Linked DNA regions of Gossypium hirsutum: region 2 is linked to region 1. Evidence: chromatin contacts called from public Hi-C data. All regions are on one chromosome and are shown on one strand. The core of a region is the stretch at or near the end of the contact, and the rest is flanking DNA. Distances in the headings are between cores, read along the strand shown.

Evidence for each region. A called contact is a pair of places that touch in the nucleus more often than the background predicts.
Region 2: a Hi-C map of leaf shows a contact between it and region 1, with 3 times the contacts expected there. The contact joins the promoter of LOC107944087 here to the enhancer-like site in region 1. A contact is called at or near these places in 21 of 34 Hi-C or Micro-C datasets (anther, callus, fibers and 4 more).

Annotation. Positions count from the first base shown.
Region 1 is chrA10:111,398,816-111,403,954 of Gossypium_hirsutum_v2.1, forward strand. No RefSeq gene overlaps it. Among protein-coding and RNA genes, the nearest start is that of LOC121207720, 19 kb to the left of the region's middle. Within about 2 kb of position 2,321, at least 3 of the 9 cell types and tissues checked have an H3K27ac peak or open chromatin away from gene starts, as enhancers often do. A contact at or near this core is called in hypocotyl and leaf, where this site is marked.
Region 2 is chrA10:111,450,755-111,455,910 of Gossypium_hirsutum_v2.1, forward strand. LOC107944087 (auxin response factor 18) reads left to right here and starts at 1,914. Exons shown (of 4, transcript XM_016877904.2): 1 at 1,914-2,204; 2 at 2,423-3,594; 3 at 3,714-4,609; 4 at 4,697-5,075. The coding sequence starts at 2,503. The coding sequence ends at 4,766.

The DNA.
Region 1 (5,139 bases), core at 1,071-3,570:
ATTTAAATCACCGGGCTATTAAAATCGTTATTATATGGCCTTCTCTATTCGCGTCGTCTACACAAATTGAAAGCCCTCATCCTCTTTTTCTTCTATAATTTAATTTTTTTCCTCATGAAACTGTTTTGAATGTCAAGAATCTGTGAACCAAAATCCAAATAATTTTCTCCTCAAATCTTCGACACTACTATCAAATTGTCTTGGATCTAAGATATGTTCTTCTAATAGTTGACGGATATTGATTCATCATACCAATAGTTGAATCGTCGCTTAGAGCTCCCTAGTCGAACTTTTTAAAGAAGGAAACTTAACAAATAGTTCATTGACTTAAATGAAAACTTTCAAATAGTTCAATGACTATTTTTTAACTTTTTAAAGTTAAAAAATAAAAATGTAAACATATTAATAATTTAGTGACTTTGAATGTAATTTACTCATTTTTTTAATACCTTCCATAAGAGATTTGACAATAGAAATATGTATGTATATATGTATGACTTTCTAGAAAACAATTTTTAATGAATTAGAAAATGGACTCAAAAATTATTTTTATTGTAAATTGTATTTTGATAGGTAAAAGAAAAAAGAAGAACCCCTGCTTATAAAAAAGGAGAAAATATTGGTTAAGGAAATACTAAAATAAAAAGTAAAATACACAAATAATACTATAATTGATTTAAGATGAGTAAATACTTAAAATATAATAAATTTATGTAAAAAATATAACCTTGTACTTTGTATAAAAATATTTATCTTGTATATAATTGTTAAAAATATTTAATATGAAACTTGTGTAATTTTATCAATATCAATGTACCTTAAAGTTTTAAAAATTGTTAAATTTATATGTGTGACATGTATATACAGAGTTAGAGGTGCTCATGGGTAAGGTTGGGGTCAACTAAAATTTTAGGCTCGAGCCCTACTCAAAAATAGGTTTAAAATTTTGCTCAAGCCCAGCCCAGATAAAAATGCTAAGACACAGGCTTGGTTCGGCTCACCCGTATTAATTTTTTTATACTATTCTTTTAAATAATTTTTTTAAAAATATAATACGTTAAAAATACTAAAAATGTTAAAATAAATGTTTCCCAACAAACTGAAAATAAATTTTTTAAAAACTAATAACACTAAGATAGGTGCAACTTAACAAGCAAATATTTCTAAAATAGTAACAAAATTAAGAATAAAACAATAGTTATACAATAACAATAAAATTGTAGAAACATAATAATAAAATGATATCAAAATAGTAAAAAAGAACAACAAGAAAATAGCAAGAAAATAATAAAAAAATAGTAAAAAAAACCTAGTTTTTTTAGCATATTTGGGCCAGGCTAGGTTCAGGGCCAAAAAAGCCTTACCTAAGGCCCGCCCATTTTCTAAATGGGCCTTATTTTTTTGCCCAAGCCCAATTTTTGGACATATTTTTATCCAAACCTTCTCACTTTTCGGGCGGACTTTCGGGCCCGACTGGATGGCCCGACCCTTGAGCAGGTATATACATAATACATGGGCAAATATGAATGTAGGCAGAGGTCTTGGCCACTTTCAAATGAAAAATTGTTATTCAAGTCCCTTATAAGATGATTATATTAAAAATTAATTTATGATAAAATTACACTTTAACCCCTAAAATAAGAAAATTATGTTTAATCCCTTAAATAATGATGAAAAAATAAATTAATACATTATAAAATTACGTTTTAATCTTTCAAAAATTTATAATTCAATTCCTGCCCCCTAAAAATAATTATTAATTCACCCATGTGTATATATGTTTTGCATGGGTGGCATGCTAAATGTCTTGTGTTATCATATAATTGATTTTGAGCTTTACATAATCTTTTTATTGATTGAGAAAATAAATTTTATCTATAGATACAAAAATAATAATAACCGTACATGTGACATCTATTTATTTGTTGTCAAGTCAACAAATAAATTTAAAATTGTTAAGATTTTAGGGCATATTGATAGATAACATAATAACACGGATATCACATTAAATATTTTTTGTGCAAATACCATATTATACATTAAATTAAAGTTAAAGGATTAAATATGACATTAACCATTTATATTTTGTTTAAACCACTTTTTTTTAGTGAATATTCGTATTTATATTTTTGTCATGTTCATAATTGTACATGACTTTTAAGTTTTAAAGAGATATATATATATATATATAAAATTTTTAACTTGTAGGAAAGGGACAAAAATTTCATTAAAGAAAAAGGGGGGTTATCATAGCTTCTCATTCCAACCTAGAAGTAACGACAGAGATTCGGACACGGTCCCACTACTTCTGGGTCCCACACGTCATTTGTCCCATCACTTCTACCTTTTCTCCGACGAGAATCTCGCAGTCACCCCCTTTGTGGGGTCCAATCAGTAAAAACCAGATCTCTCCATCATTAGACACGTAGATTATTCTTAACTATTACCCTTTGTCTTTATGTTGTCACGCTCGCTTTGCCGGTTAATGTCAGCAGGACCGGCTTTGGCAGTCACTGCTATCTTTACGTGTTTGTCAGGTTTGAATGGTGACAAACGGCTACGATTACATCAATGACAAAATTTACAAACCCCAAAAATATAGAACAAGAAAAATGATTTTTTTTTTACTATCAGTAATTTTCAGCATAGTAAATGCAGATAAATTTTGTAATTTAACACGCGTCTATGTAAACATACGGTTGAGAATAATATGACTTCAGAATAAAAGTTCATATTTTGACTTTATTTATTTGGATGAAGGATGAATTTACTCTTAAGAATATATCACAAATTTGCATTGTTACATAATCTCCCAAATAATAGTAATTTTATTTAGATTTAATATTCATTTAGTGCCTAAGGAAACATTAACATAAAGGAAAATATATATATATGGATAATGTGTCGGCAATTTTTGTTGTCAAACAATAAGTACCAATTGTTTATATGTGAATATGGTCTGTATGTTCAACATTATCCTCCTGTTTTTTAATTAAAGTTTCAGATTTCTTTTTAAATGAGGAAAATTGGAAAATTTTCTCAAATTTGACTTTGAATACTTGATATCTAGACCAAAAGAAAATTATCACATTATTTTTTTTGGTTTTATATGTCTCATGTTTGTATTAAAATTATATTATATTACATTTAATATTTTGTAATTTCTCTACCAATAAGTTGGTGTTATGAATCAAACGGACACCAATTAGATTAAGAAAATTACGGAAATATTCTTTCTTAATTGAAATTAGTTAATTTGTTTTTGGGTACTTTAATTTTTTTATTTTAACAAAAATCAATAAAAATAAAAATATGCATATGGTGAGATTTTAATAATTCCTAATTAAATTGATAAAATCTTAAATTTACCGTTCAACCAATGCTTTTCTTTTTGGTAAATAAAAACAACATTAAGCGGTTATAGAAATAAGCATAAAATTAAAAGCCCATAATATCCTTTTGGATTAACTCTCGCATAGCTTGAGGAGGTTAAAAAAAACACTATAGACGGGTAAAATTTATGCCAGTTTACTTAGCCATGAAATCTACAACTGTACTACGATCTCTAGAAATATGACAGATACGAACTTTCCAATTCCTTTGTAACAGTGAACGGATGGCCCGTATTTCCATAAGAGGGCTATCAATAAGTTTGCCAGACAAAATTAATTCCACTAAAAGAGCATTATCAGATTCAAGTTTAACCTGCCGGTATCCCTTCCTCCAAGTCAGACGTAGCCCTTCAAGCATAGACCTCGCTTCTTTATTGATAACTTCATCTCTCCCCAATATCATCAAGTAGCCACACAACCAATTACATCCTCATCTCTAATGACTCCTCCAATTGCAGCCGAGTAAGAACTAAGCGACACTGCACCATCTGTATTGAGTTTAACCCATCCAATCTTTGGCATAAACTAATTCATATTAGACACCATACGTCCCCTATGAATCATATGCTTTGAGGGTAGCGAGTAACTTCTCATCCAACTGATAGTATCTACCACATCTTGGACAGAGCTGTGACTGCCAGAAAATACAAGCATATTCCTGTTTTTCCATAGTAACTAACAAACAATAGGAAACAACATTTGCCAATTCAACTCCTGACTACCGCACTTCCCTAAGTTTTTCAAGTTCCAGATAATCCATTCATCAAAAAGTAGGGAGAAAAATAATACATATTTCTACGGTGGTACAATCGAAGTCCAAACTGCCCATGGGAATGAGCAATCTCTAACAATATGTAACTCAGATTCATTGGTAAAATTGCATCTCGGACAATTGCTTTCACAAGCCATATGTCTTCTAACTCTCTCCTCATTCGTCAAAAGTTTGTTATTCCATAATATCCAAATGAACACTCTAACCTACCGCGGTACCTTGGCTTTCCAAAACAATTTCCAAACATTAGAATTATTTGTCAACTAAGATTGGTACATACCTCTATATGTACCCACCATGGACAAGGAATTTCTAGTTGCCCATCTCCGCGATAGTCGATCATTCCACTTGAGGAATCCAATTATCGTTCCAAAAATTCGTCAAGAATTCATTTCCAATAGTACAATAAACATTATCCACCACATCCTGCCAAACCCGCATTAAAGACATCTGTATATAAGAGCAATTACTCGTAGCAATAGAATCCGAAATCACCCCACAAATCTTGTACTTACCCCTTACAACCTTAACCCATAGGTCATCAGTTTTGGTTAACAAAAGGAAACCAAGTTTCAAAAGAAATAACTTGTTCTGAATAGCTAGACTTCTTATACCCAAACCTCCTGATTCAATCGGACGACAACAATCATCCCATTTTAAGAGAGCCGACTTCCTATCATCAGAAGAAGATCCCCAAACAAAATTACGGGCTAGCTTTTCAATCTCACCACACACTGTTACAGGAATACAAACTGTAGACATAAATTAATTAGGAATTGATAACAACATTGACTTAGCTAATGTAATTCTGCCTGCTAGTGATAGCTTATTAGCCTCCCACTCATTAAGCCTACAACGGACTTTATCGATTAAAAAAATTAAAAGTGCTAATTACGACTTTCTTATGGATAATTGGAAATCCAAGATGCATTCGCAAGTCACCCACTTGACCATATCCCACCTTCCTACGGATAT
Region 2 (5,156 bases), core at 664-3,163, 52 kb after region 1:
TGCAACAATTTTGTGAGACAAAAGATATATATACATATGGTTATATATAAAAATGTAATAACATGAATACAAATTGATAAAATTTAAAAATTTAAAATCAATTAATTATAGGATATAGGTAAAAATGTAAGAATCTCTTGCACCTTAATTAATTGTCGAGTATTCATTTTTCACCTTAGATATAAAATAGTTTAAAAATTCATGATCAATATTTATCCCTTAATGAATTTACAGAATACAGAAAATTGATCGCTGTAACAAATACGTTGGAAGAAAAGAAAACCCAACACTAATTGAAAAAATCACAAAAATTAGTTGTTGTTTGCTTTTTGGGGGGTTTGATTTGTTGGCTAAAATTTTGGTACCCTAAAAAAAGGGTCTACAACAAGACCGACCAAGGTCTTAATCAAGTGCCGAATAATTTGGTTTTTCATGCAACACTTGTAATCAAACAGATTAAATTGTCCTTAATCTCAATGTCACCATCATCTAATTTTACCAACTAATATTCCTTAATCCATGCATAGTATCTCGCTTTTAATTTTTGACCTCTAATAATTATCATTATATTAACACTTTCATCTATCGAATCACATTAACACTTTTTTTTTCCAATTCAACAAGTCTAAAATTAAATTTAATACCCTGTTTAATTATAATTACTATAAATCCATACTCCATTAGTAATAACAACACCTTTTAATTTTTAATTATATATATCATTCCATTAAATAATAACCCTAATTTCAAGGGTAAATTTGTAATTTCATATTTTGATAAAAAAAAGTGTTTTTCTCTTTGGAAAAAAATGTTAAACGCTAATCCGAGTACTAAGGATAAAATCTTGTCGTTCGGATCTTAGGATCAAGAAAGACAATAACAAACACTGAAAAGAAGAGTCAAAGTGTAGACCAGTTAATTAAAAAGATAATTAATATAAATAGATTAATTACTTAAAAAAAAGAGCCTTTAGATTTTGTAGTTTATGTAAGTTAAATAAAAATAAGAAAGAAAAATTAAAATACACTTGGCACTTATTTAATGGACTAAATAAAAATTAAAAAAAGAGAGAAAATAGGTGGAAAAATATTTTTATTTTTCTTTGATAGAAAAAAATGTATTGATTTTTATAATAATAAAAAGAATTGAAAATATTTTTCAATGGCAAGTGGCATACATGATAATATTTTGGGAAATAAATTGTTTTTGCTTTATTTCCTCAAATAATAACTAAATAATCTATTATAAATTACTCACGAGAAAATGATAATTTTTCATATCTTTTGGAAAATAAAATATTGAATAGCTAATATATTTTATAATTTTTTAAACAAATTAATATTATTTATATAAATTAAAAAATAAATAAATTAACCATGGTTAGTCCCGAAGAGTTAGGGCCTCGGACAAAATGAAAACTTTAACTGTAGTCAGCCTTGATTTCAGAGTTGCATGAAAATCGTGATATCTCCCAGCAAAATATCGTGATATTTAAAATCAACATAAAAAATAATTTTTAAAAAAATTAAAACTTTTTTTTGGGGATTATCTAAATATTTTAATTTAGCAGAGAGAGAGATTTATTAAATAATTATAAAATTAAATTCTCTGATTAATTTTTTATTAGTTGGATGTTTCCTTTTTCTGATTTGTAGGGGATATGTTCCCACTTGCTTCCTTGCCGCGTGGTAAACACTCCGTGTCAAAATAAAGCCACAACCGTCCAGGTCTGAAACAATAAAATAAAATAAATTATATTTTAAAACTTTATAATTAAAAAAATATAATTTTTTACTTGATATAAATAAAAAACTTATAAATCCTTTCCCGAATCGAACCGGAACCGGACCGAAGTAAATACTGACAAGGGCTTTTAACTGAGAGTCCCTGGTCGGCAAATAAAACAAAATCTTTCACTGTTAAAATCTCTCATCTCATCTTCTCTTCTCATCTTCTTTAAAACTCTCACTCGCTCTTCACTTTCCCTTTAACTAAAACACCCTTTTACTCTATTTTCTTATTTCCTTCTCAAAGTTCTTGAATTGTTCTTTCTCTCTTTTTCTTTTTTTTCCTTTTTGGCTTTTAAAAAGGGTTTAGTTTTATTTTTATTTTTATTTTTTTTTGCATTGTTATTCTTCTTTTCGATTCATCTTAATCTGGATTTTCCTTCTTTTGGTGGAAAAATATCTCCTTTTGTTCAAAAGGTAAGGTCTTTTTTAATTCTTTTCTAATTTCTCATTTAAAAAAAAATTATGAATGTATTGTTCCTTTCTTTTTCTTTATTTCTTTTCTGGATTTTGTTCAATTGTAGCTAATTTGTGGATTTATATATATATATATATACGTGTGTGTGTGTGTGTGTATGAATTTTGTTTCTTTAATATTTACTGAGGCATGTCTTTTGATTTTCATGTACTAACAGGTAATCATCTAGTGAGAAAAAAACAGAGTAAAGAAAGGGTTTGTTATTTTTTCCTTTTTGTCCATAGAATTGGGGAAAAAATGATAACAGTCATGGATTCTAGGAAAGAAGTTGTGAAAAATTCAGAAAAATGCTTAGATCCTCAGCTATGGCATGCTTGTGCTGGTGGTATGGTACAAATGCCATCAGTGAACTCTAAGGTGTTCTATTTCCCTCAGGGTCATGCTGAGCATGCCAATGGGAATGTAGACTTTGGGAATCTCCCGATTCCGTCGCTCGTCTTGTGTCGGGTTTCCGCCGTTAGGTTTATGGCGGATCCCGAAACTGATGAGGTTTATGCTAAAATCATGTTGATTCCTTTGAGAGAGAATAGTTTTGGGGTTGAAGATGATGGTTTTGATGGGAATGTTGGGGTGGAGAATCCTGAAAAATCTGCTTCCTTTGCTAAGACATTGACTCAGTCCGATGCTAACAACGGTGGGGGGTTCTCGGTTCCACGGTATTGCGCGGAGACTATATTTCCTAGGTTGGATTATAATGCTGAACCCCCTGTTCAGACTATTCTTGCTAAGGATGTTCATGGTGAGGTTTGGAAATTTAGGCATATATATAGGGGGACGCCTCGTAGACATCTTTTGACGACGGGGTGGAGTAATTTCGTCAACCACAAGAAGCTTGTGGCTGGTGATTCAATTGTGTTTCTTAGAGCTGATAATGGAGATCTTTGTGTGGGGATCCGTAGGGCGAAAAGAGGACTTGGGGGTGGACATGAATTTCCTGGATGGAACTCTGTGAGTGGAACCTCTGGTTCACAAGTTGGGAGTTATTCTCCGTTTTTGACGGAGGGGGAGAGTAAATTGATGAGGAAGGATTGTAATGGGGATCCAAGGGGAAGAATAAGGGCTGACTCCGTGATTGAAGCTGCAAGTCATGCAGCTAGTGGGCAGCCCTTTGAGGTCGTTTACTATCCACGAACTAGCACTCCTGAGTTCTGCGTGAAGGCCTCATCCGTTAGAGCTGCAATGCAAATCCAGTGGTATCCTGGGATGAGGTTCAAAATGCCTTTTGAAACTGAGGACTCTTCACGGATTAGCTGGTTCATGGGAACGATATCTACTGCTCAGGTTGTCGATCCCATCCGTTGGCCTAATTCTCCATGGCGACTACTGCAGGTATTTTAGTTTACATTATCAATTGTCATTGAATTAACTTAGTCCTTGTATGTTAGAAGAACAGTTGACATCCATATTTTAGTCTGCTCATAGATCTGTTTGATTTATTGTCTTTGCAGGTAGCATGGGATGAGCCAGACTTACTCCACAATGTGAAGCGTGTTAGCCCATGGTTGGTTGAATTGGTCACAAACATACCAGCTATTAATCTTAATCCTTTCTCGCCCCCAAGGAAAAAGATGCGGCTTCCACAACACCCAGACATTTCCTTTCTTAACCAAATTCCAATGCCATCATTTTCCAGGAACTCATTCAGATCCAGCAGCCCCATGCGTTGCATTACGGACAACATTCCTGGAGGCATACAGGGAGCCAGGCATGAACCGTTCGGATTATCTTCATCAGATCTCCGCTCCAACAAGCTGCATTCAGGTCTGTTTCCATCTGGTTTTCATCAACTTGATCGTACTGCCCCACCTACTAGACTTTCCGGCAACAACTTTTGTAGCGACAACGCCAACAATACAAATATATCTTCCTTGTTGACAATAGGAAACCCAACCCAGAGTTTGAAACAAAGCAATGATAGCAAGACACCCCATATTGTATTGTTTGGTCAACTCATTTTCTGTGAGCAGCGGGCTTCTCAGAGCTGCTCAGGTGATACGGTTGGAAACAGTTCATCAGATGGGAATACAGAGAAGACTGCTATTTCCTCTGATGGAACTGGATCTGTGTTACATCAAAATGTTCGGGAAAATTCTTCGGATGAAGGGTTTCCTTGGTGCAAAGAGGATCAAAAAACTGATCTAGGATTGGAGACCGGTCATTGCAAAGTGTTTATGGAATCAGAGAATGTAGGTAGAACCCTTGATCTTTCCGTTCTCGGATCATATGAAGAGCTGTATGGGAAGCTGGCCAACATGTTTGGCATAGAAAGTTCAGAGATGCTGAGCAGTGTGCTCTACCGTGATGCTGCCGGTTCAGTTAAACACACTGGAGATGAGCCCTTCAGGTACAACAACTTCCTTAGCATCACTTCCCTTAAGCTTACCAAACATTTTAGCTTTCAATTTATCCAACATTTAATTATGTCTTGCAGCGAGTTTATGAAAACAGCAAGGAGGCTAACGATTCTCATGGATTCAAGCAGTGACAACTTAGAAAGATAGAGAGATGAATTTGCGCCAAATTGTACAGTTTTCCCAGCCGTCGGTTTCCAATTTTCATTTCTTCTACGGTAGTTGTGAGAAATCTCTCCACTTGACCATTTTGATGGAACTGTAAAACCACGTTTTGTTGGTTAACTCGAATTTTTCTTTCCAACATAAAAAGGATCTATGTCCTTTGTCATGTTTATTAAATCCCAGTCCTAGAAACTGTATATTTATGGAAGAAAATGGTGCAGGCAGGCTGCCATTTTTGCTCATCACGGAGTGTTAGGCTCGCATCATGTTGGAATAAACCGTTCATTTGTTTCATGTTCTTTGTTTTCCATTGCCAAGCAATGAAACCCATTGTTACTCTGAAAATGTCATGGTCGTTGTATGAACACAAGATGG